Linked DNA regions of Gasterosteus aculeatus: region 2 is linked to region 1. The links are chromatin contacts, called in public Hi-C maps. All regions are on one chromosome and are shown on one strand. The core of a region is the stretch at or near the end of the contact, and the rest is flanking DNA. Distances in the headings are between cores, read along the strand shown.

Region 1 (3,242 bases), core at 449-2,948:
CCGGTCCATGCACATGGCAATACATTTCTGTAGGAACAAAAAGCAGTTAGTGACAATTCAGGGTCTTTGCAAAATGTTCATTTTAATCATTCCGCCAATCCATTTCTGATTTTGTCTGTAATGTAATAAAAGCAGGTGAAAAATACCCAGTAGAGGACCGAAGGTGACATTTTCAAATTGCTTGTTTAATGTCAGTCCAAGACTAAGACATTACTTTTCGTATTGAGATGATAGATGATGCTCATTGTGGAAGGAACACTACCTGCTCAGAGTTGTCCAGCGTGCTCCCAGGTTTACCTATGCACTTCTTGAAGCACTTGTCTGTCATCCTCTGAAACAGAAAGGCGTGGTTCGATTTCTCCATCTTATTGATTGCATTATTATCAAGACACCTTTTCAATAATCTCTCCATTACTCATATTTCCATATTGTGGTGACATATCAATGACTCCACCCTCTTATAAATTTAGCATATGTAACATTACTCTTCAGTTCAGTTAGTTAACGTTAGATAAGTTGTAGGTTAGCCTTGCTAGCTTAGCAACTGTGTCCATTGATTTAACGTTACCTGCAGCAGCTCCTGCGCGTTAGCCACTGCTATCTGGACCTTGACCTGCTCCATGATGGTGCCGGCGTCCACTTTACCACCCGATGCACCCGCTGGGAAGTCTGCGCCGAACCCGTCCATTTCCAACGGAGTCGCTACCGAAAGTCTAGCTGTTTTGATCTTGTGTAAATACACGTGTGGGCAGCTACTAGTAGGCTCGGCTAACGACACTTTTCGATGCCCTTGACAGCAACGGAAGTCTGCCTACGTCACTTCTGGAATTGGCATTCGAGACAGGAAATGCAACTTTTTGTTCGAGAGACGGTGGAACTGTTCTGCCGCTACAAAACACGTTTTTATTTCATAAACACGTTAAACCACACCGTTCGTTGGGAAAGTAGACTAATGGTCAAAGCGAATAGCCATGCCCCCTTATCTCTCCGAACAACGACCCACGTGCACGCACTTGCGCATGTCAGCCACACGGTGGCGGTGTAGCGCTACTCGTTCACTGTAAAACCTTAAGGGACAGAATTAGACTGCTGTATTTTGAATGTCTAAAAAAACAGCCCTATGGTTAGATTTATCACTCATACTCCTAACACATGCACTGCCAAGTATATGATATACTTTCATTTTGTTATCAAATTTTAAGATATTTACTGTCGCAAGAATTACAGAGGAGCGTACAGTGTAAAATATTGTTGGGATTGAGATATTGTTAAATCTCAGCCGGGCCTCCCAACAAAACCACAAAAATAATAAGAGAATCAAGCAATACCTAGGAGAAAATAAAACATAAGATGCTCCAGCTCGGAAATAAAGGAACAACAACAAGGACAACATTCATACAATAGTATAATGTATATTGGTGGTAAACTGAGTGGTAATTAAAAAAACGGAATTAAGCCGTAACAAAAAGAGGCTGTGTAGTGACTGAGAATATATGTGCACAGTGTTGAAAACAGGTAATAAAACAGTCAGCAGAATTGCCTGCTTTGTTTTGGCTGAACAAAAATTCGGGAACCAATTGTGGGAGATAATTTTTGTTGGATGTATTGTTGTAAAACACCACAACGGCTGATTTTTTATTTCATGCTGATTCTCAACATTAGGCTGTTGGAAATTGTATTACAATAAAAAAAATACTTAATATATGCTTTCATGGTGTATGATTTCAATTAGGACATTTGATATATTGTCTTTAATCATTGCATACATTTATTATTATTTTGTCAATCATTCCATAGGATTTGTAATATATCTAAACCAACATTGGTAAATTTACTTCAAGCCAAAACTATGCACAACGTAAGAGCCAATAACATAAATAGAAGGTCATGAGAACCTCTGCGTTGTTTGGTGTTGAGGCCCAGGCATGAGGATGACCCCGTGTCGCTTTATGTTTCAGACGAGATGACCTCACTGAGAAGACCACCTGCCTTGAGTGAACCAATATGTGGTACAGTGAGTCTGCAGGCAACAACGGAGTGACGGTTGGTTACTGTCACTATCAACAGACACTGTGTGAGTGGCTTGTTGCAACGCTGGGGGCATTGAGGAATAATTGTTGGGCGTCTGATTAGTGGCGTCCCTGCCTGAAAGTAACTAATGCACAGATTACACAATGCTAGCACCCAAGCACATGAAAAACACACACACACACACACACACATGTCCTCAGACCACTTTGGCGTCAAGCCACATCGGGCTCAAAGGGGGGGAGGGAGCGTTGGGTTAAAGTGCAGCAAAATGAATTAACCCTAGATTATAATCTTGAGTTCATTAATCTAATCTTCTTAAATACTTAATCCCCTCAAGGCACACTTGTGTGTATGAAAGCATTTGGCTTAGTCAGCTACAAGGGAGGCTTCACACAAGCATTGGCAAAAATGGATTACGAGAATGTGAAATACATATGCAAACGTTTATGGTGGAGAACTTTGAGGTTAGACACGACCAAATCCCTTGTGAGGAACAAATAGGAAATAGAGGCTGAAGGCAAAGCTTACTGAAAAACGAACTGATGTGCACACAAACTCAGACGAGAACCAGCGGCAGCTTTTAATCTTCAAAAGCTGCTGTTGACTGACATTCAGAGGGGGCGAGGGGAAGAGAAACCTGAGCAGTGTGGCATTGACTCTGGCCGTGGTGTTGGAGATCAGTCAGCTCGCTGCACCGGTCCTCCCCCATCTGTCACTTCTGGGAGGGCCGAACTGTCACCAGAGCCTTAATTGCTTGAGTAGGGATAATAATAAAAATATTCCAAATATTAAATCTGCTACCGATGCATTATCTGTAGCAGAGGAGCTGGTTTTTTTTGCTGACTTTCACGCTGCTTTTTTTTCTCACAGCAGGCCTGTTAAGGCATGAAAAGCACAGGTGCAGCTAATTACGTAAACTCTGTTCCATTGAAGTGTCGCAGTGAGACAAAAAGGTCCGACGTGCACAATAGCAGAGCCCCGGACCTGGCACACCTAGATGGAATCTTAGCTATTATCAATGTCATTAGTTGCATCTGCAGACATGTTGAGGCATGTCCCGACAACAAGGCCTGCACACGAAATAACTCCTTATTGTTGAATCAGTTCTGTATTTGTTGAAACAAGGATACTCCTTTATCTTTTACTTAAATACATAGAAAATAAAGACAGAGAGAGAGACTCCTTTTTCCCCAAACTTATACAAAACATTT
Region 2 (3,315 bases), core at 495-2,994, 34 kb after region 1:
AGGTCCTGCTGGTACGTCTCCCTCTGACTCTCCAGCTCCCTCCGCTCTTCTGCGAGATGCTCCTGCATCAATAGAGCAAGCGGTGTTCGTTTGTGTGGAATATCGTCATTATCAAAATACATCATGTATTATTTTTCTTAATAGCTTTTTTTGTTTTGTTGGGAATTTTTCTTGAAGCTATTTGTATTTGAGTCAAACAAAATGGAATGCTATATGAACAGTATAAATCAATGAAACTCTAAACCTAAATACAACGCAGTGGGATTCCGCCCGGTGTGACAGAGCACTTCCACCCACCTCCAGCCGCCTGCACTCCTCCTCCCGTTGTCGGAGTCGGGCCTCGGTGGCTTCCACTTGTTGCCGGTGTCTCTCCCTCTCCCTCTCCCAGCGATGCTGCTCCTGCCGGTGCTGAGCCTGCAGCTTGTGGAAGCTGGCCAGCTCTTCCCTCTGCAGGGCCAGAGTGCGCTGCTTCTCCTGCTCCAGGAGCACGTTCCCTCTGTGGCGGCCGGGCAGGGCGGCCCGCTCCGTCAATGAGGCCCGCTGCAGCTCGATGTGGCTGTCCTGCTGCGAAATGATGGCCTGACGCCAGAGACAACACCGGGTCATTAGGGAGCCAAGACTATGTTTACATGCTATACGGTGGAGCCGACATTCAGCACCATTCAAAGTTATCGAGTTGAAGTGAGACAAACTGCAAACAAATGCTAAATTATGACAAAAAAAGTTTCTCTGCAAACATACCGATATGCCAAATTTCAACTCATGCATGCTACTGACTGCATTTATTCATTAACTGTAGAAGGGGCGGTGTTACCTGCAGACTATAGAGCCTTTGGGAGAGCATCAGCACTCTGTCAAAGAACTAGAAAAGAGACAAAAGGAAAGCTTCTCACAACCAAAGAACTACCAGAATCGACAAAGCTACTCGGCATTTGTAACGTGCCAACTTATCCTCATCTCTGAAGTTCAGAAGGCATGGCTGTGAGCGTAAAGCTCAAGGTGACGGATCAGAGAAGGAGAGCTCACCTCGGCCTCGGGGAAGGAGTTGGACCAGATGCGGTTCCATCTGGCAGGAGAGCAGCAGCTCTCATCAACCTGAGCAACAGCAACACAGCAGGTCAGAAAAACAGCCCAAGCACTTTAAGGGGTGTATACAGGAGAATTTACAGTAATACATGGGGAAAAAAGATGGAGAACATTTTTAAATGCAATTTAAAAACACTAAGCAGCATTTTTTGTATTATTTATTCATTATTAGCAACTATGATAAAAAAGAAAACAATTACTATGACAAATCATGTTTGTAAACCAGTTTCTACGACATTGATGTTATAGATTAGCAGTGCAAGATATTAAGAATTGATCAAATATTTGTGAGCCATTCAACAAGGGCAATTTTGTGTGTTCCTTAGAGCGAAACGGAGAGGAGACAGTTGAGGATAGCTGGAATATAAAAAAATAAGGACAAATCTATTTAAGTGACTTTCATAGGACCACAAATTGGGCAATGTGGTATGAACCTTTTCACAGCGTACAGTTGTAATCACAACAGAGACAGAGAGAAAAACTCTTTGTGTCGTTAAATGCCGTATTGCCCAACATCCTGCTCCTTGTTTTGTCCAGTCGTTTATCTATTTATAACAAATGTAGTGACCTGCGAGAGCAGGCTTACAGTAAACATCACGTGGGATCTTTCCAGAGGACTCGGTCTGGTCATTACTATTTACAGGAAACAACGCTGTGACTCATCCCCGAGATGTGCGGTTTGTCTTGTGTGCGTGTCGAGCGCCTACCGTCGGCTCCAGGGCGTGGCTGCCACACAGGTCTTTGAGCTGCGGGTCAGAGCTGGCTCTCTGGCTTCGATCTCGGCTTCTGGTCTCGCCAGAAAACTTCTTCTTCACGCTGCCATCTGGCACAGACACCGACGCACAAGGAAAAGGCACACGGTGACCAACACACACGAGGCAAAACAGATATAGTGCCACTCGCAAACACATGAGTTTGACCAATAAAAACAGATCAAGAAATGACATTTGTTGACAATTCATCTTTTATTAATGACATAAAAGCCGCCGAAATGCATCCGCAAATCCATTAGATGGACTTCCTCGGGGCACCGATAGTGCTGCACTCACTCTTGCTGATGATGGCGGGGCTGCTGTCGTAGCCGCCGAAGGTATCTGCTCGCCTGGGCAGGAGCCCGGAACCGCTGCCCTCGTCCAGCCGAGAGGTTGGGGAGTCCTCCCTCACTCCGGACTGCAGCAGGTTCTGGAGGTTCTCCACTGAAGTGGAAGAGATGGAACATTTAGACACAAACACACACACACACACATACACATTATGCGGCGTCATCCTACCCTCAGTGAGAGCTCCTTTGAGCAGAGCCTCTCCCTGCTGGAGGTCTGAGGCGTCCCCTCGAAGCAGCAGTCTGGAACGAGAAGCTGTGTCCTCTAGACCGGCCACAGACGCTGCCATGTCGGCAAACAGCTGCAGCTTCTCAGTGAGAGCCTGGACAACCACGGCATCCTTCTGGCTCAGCCGCTCTACAAGGACAAATGAATGGGTGAAGTAGACGGGGAGAGGAGTTAAATCGGACAACGGACAAAGAAACCGCGGTGGCGTTGTCACATGCTCACTCCTGCACTTGTAAAACAACCCTTATTTTTTTACGACACCCAAATCTCACCGAGCATTAGGGAAGTTTTTGTCGTCCTAAATAACTCTTGCTGAGATGAGATTTGTAGAAAATGTGAAGACAACTTCTAACAATTTTATGTTAAAACGATGCGTGAGCACCTCCTTGTGGCCTCTTACGTCAACTACAGGATTTTCCAGAGGGTTTTTATGAAACATTATTTAGTCATTACTCATTTAAACTGCAGTTACCTTGAAACTCTTTGAACCTGGAAGCTCGTGCCTCTTCCTCCTCACTGAACAGCCTCTCCTCTGTATGAGGACAGCTAAGACGGGACAGGACCAAAGACATTACAGATGTGGAGAGGTACAGTCCCATCACATTTCTGATGCATTTAGGGATGTTCACAGAATGTAAAATAACAGTAACAAACGGTTGCGTGTTTCTTCTCTATGAGCTACCTCTCAACAGCTTGCCGTATGTGTGTCATCCAGGTGTTCCGCTCCTCCTTGCCAGCGGTGTGGATCTCGTACATCTCTGGCTCATTGGAGGAGGCGCAGATGAGAAACATGGCTTTCTCCTCATGGGCCACTTCCCTGACAATCAGTTTCTGAAGGGAGATCACCGATGGCTTGTTATCCTGAACGGACAGGTAAAGGGAAAGAAAGGTTTTTGGTTAA

What was found. A called contact is a pair of places that touch in the nucleus more often than the background predicts.
Region 2: a Hi-C map of blood and trunk muscle shows a contact between it and region 1, with 2.5 times the contacts expected there. The contact joins the enhancer-like site here to the promoter of timm13 in region 1. A contact is called at or near these places in 6 of 6 Hi-C or Micro-C datasets (blood and trunk muscle, liver, skeletal muscle and 2 more).

The regions. Positions count from the first base shown.
Region 1 is chr8:16,217,478-16,220,719 of fGasAcu3.hap1.1, forward strand. timm13 (translocase of inner mitochondrial membrane 13 homolog (yeast)) reads right to left here and starts at 1,699. Exons shown (of 3, transcript XM_040183764.2): 1 at 569-1,699; 2 at 263-331; 3 at 1-27. The coding sequence starts at 688. tmprss9 (transmembrane serine protease 9) reads left to right here. Exons shown (of 16, transcript XM_040183759.2): 16 at 1-145.
Region 2 is chr8:16,251,762-16,255,076 of fGasAcu3.hap1.1, forward strand. It overlaps arhgef18b (rho/rac guanine nucleotide exchange factor (GEF) 18b), which reads right to left. Exons shown (of 31, transcript XM_078108393.1): 20 at 3,097-3,275; 21 at 2,887-2,960; 22 at 2,358-2,543; 23 at 2,136-2,282; 24 at 1,794-1,909; 25 at 1,027-1,095; 26 at 815-862; 27 at 298-579; 28 at 1-62. Among protein-coding and RNA genes, the nearest start is that of arhgef18b, 22 kb to the right of the region's middle. Within about 2 kb of position 1,745, at least 5 of the 9 cell types and tissues checked have open chromatin away from gene starts, as enhancers often do.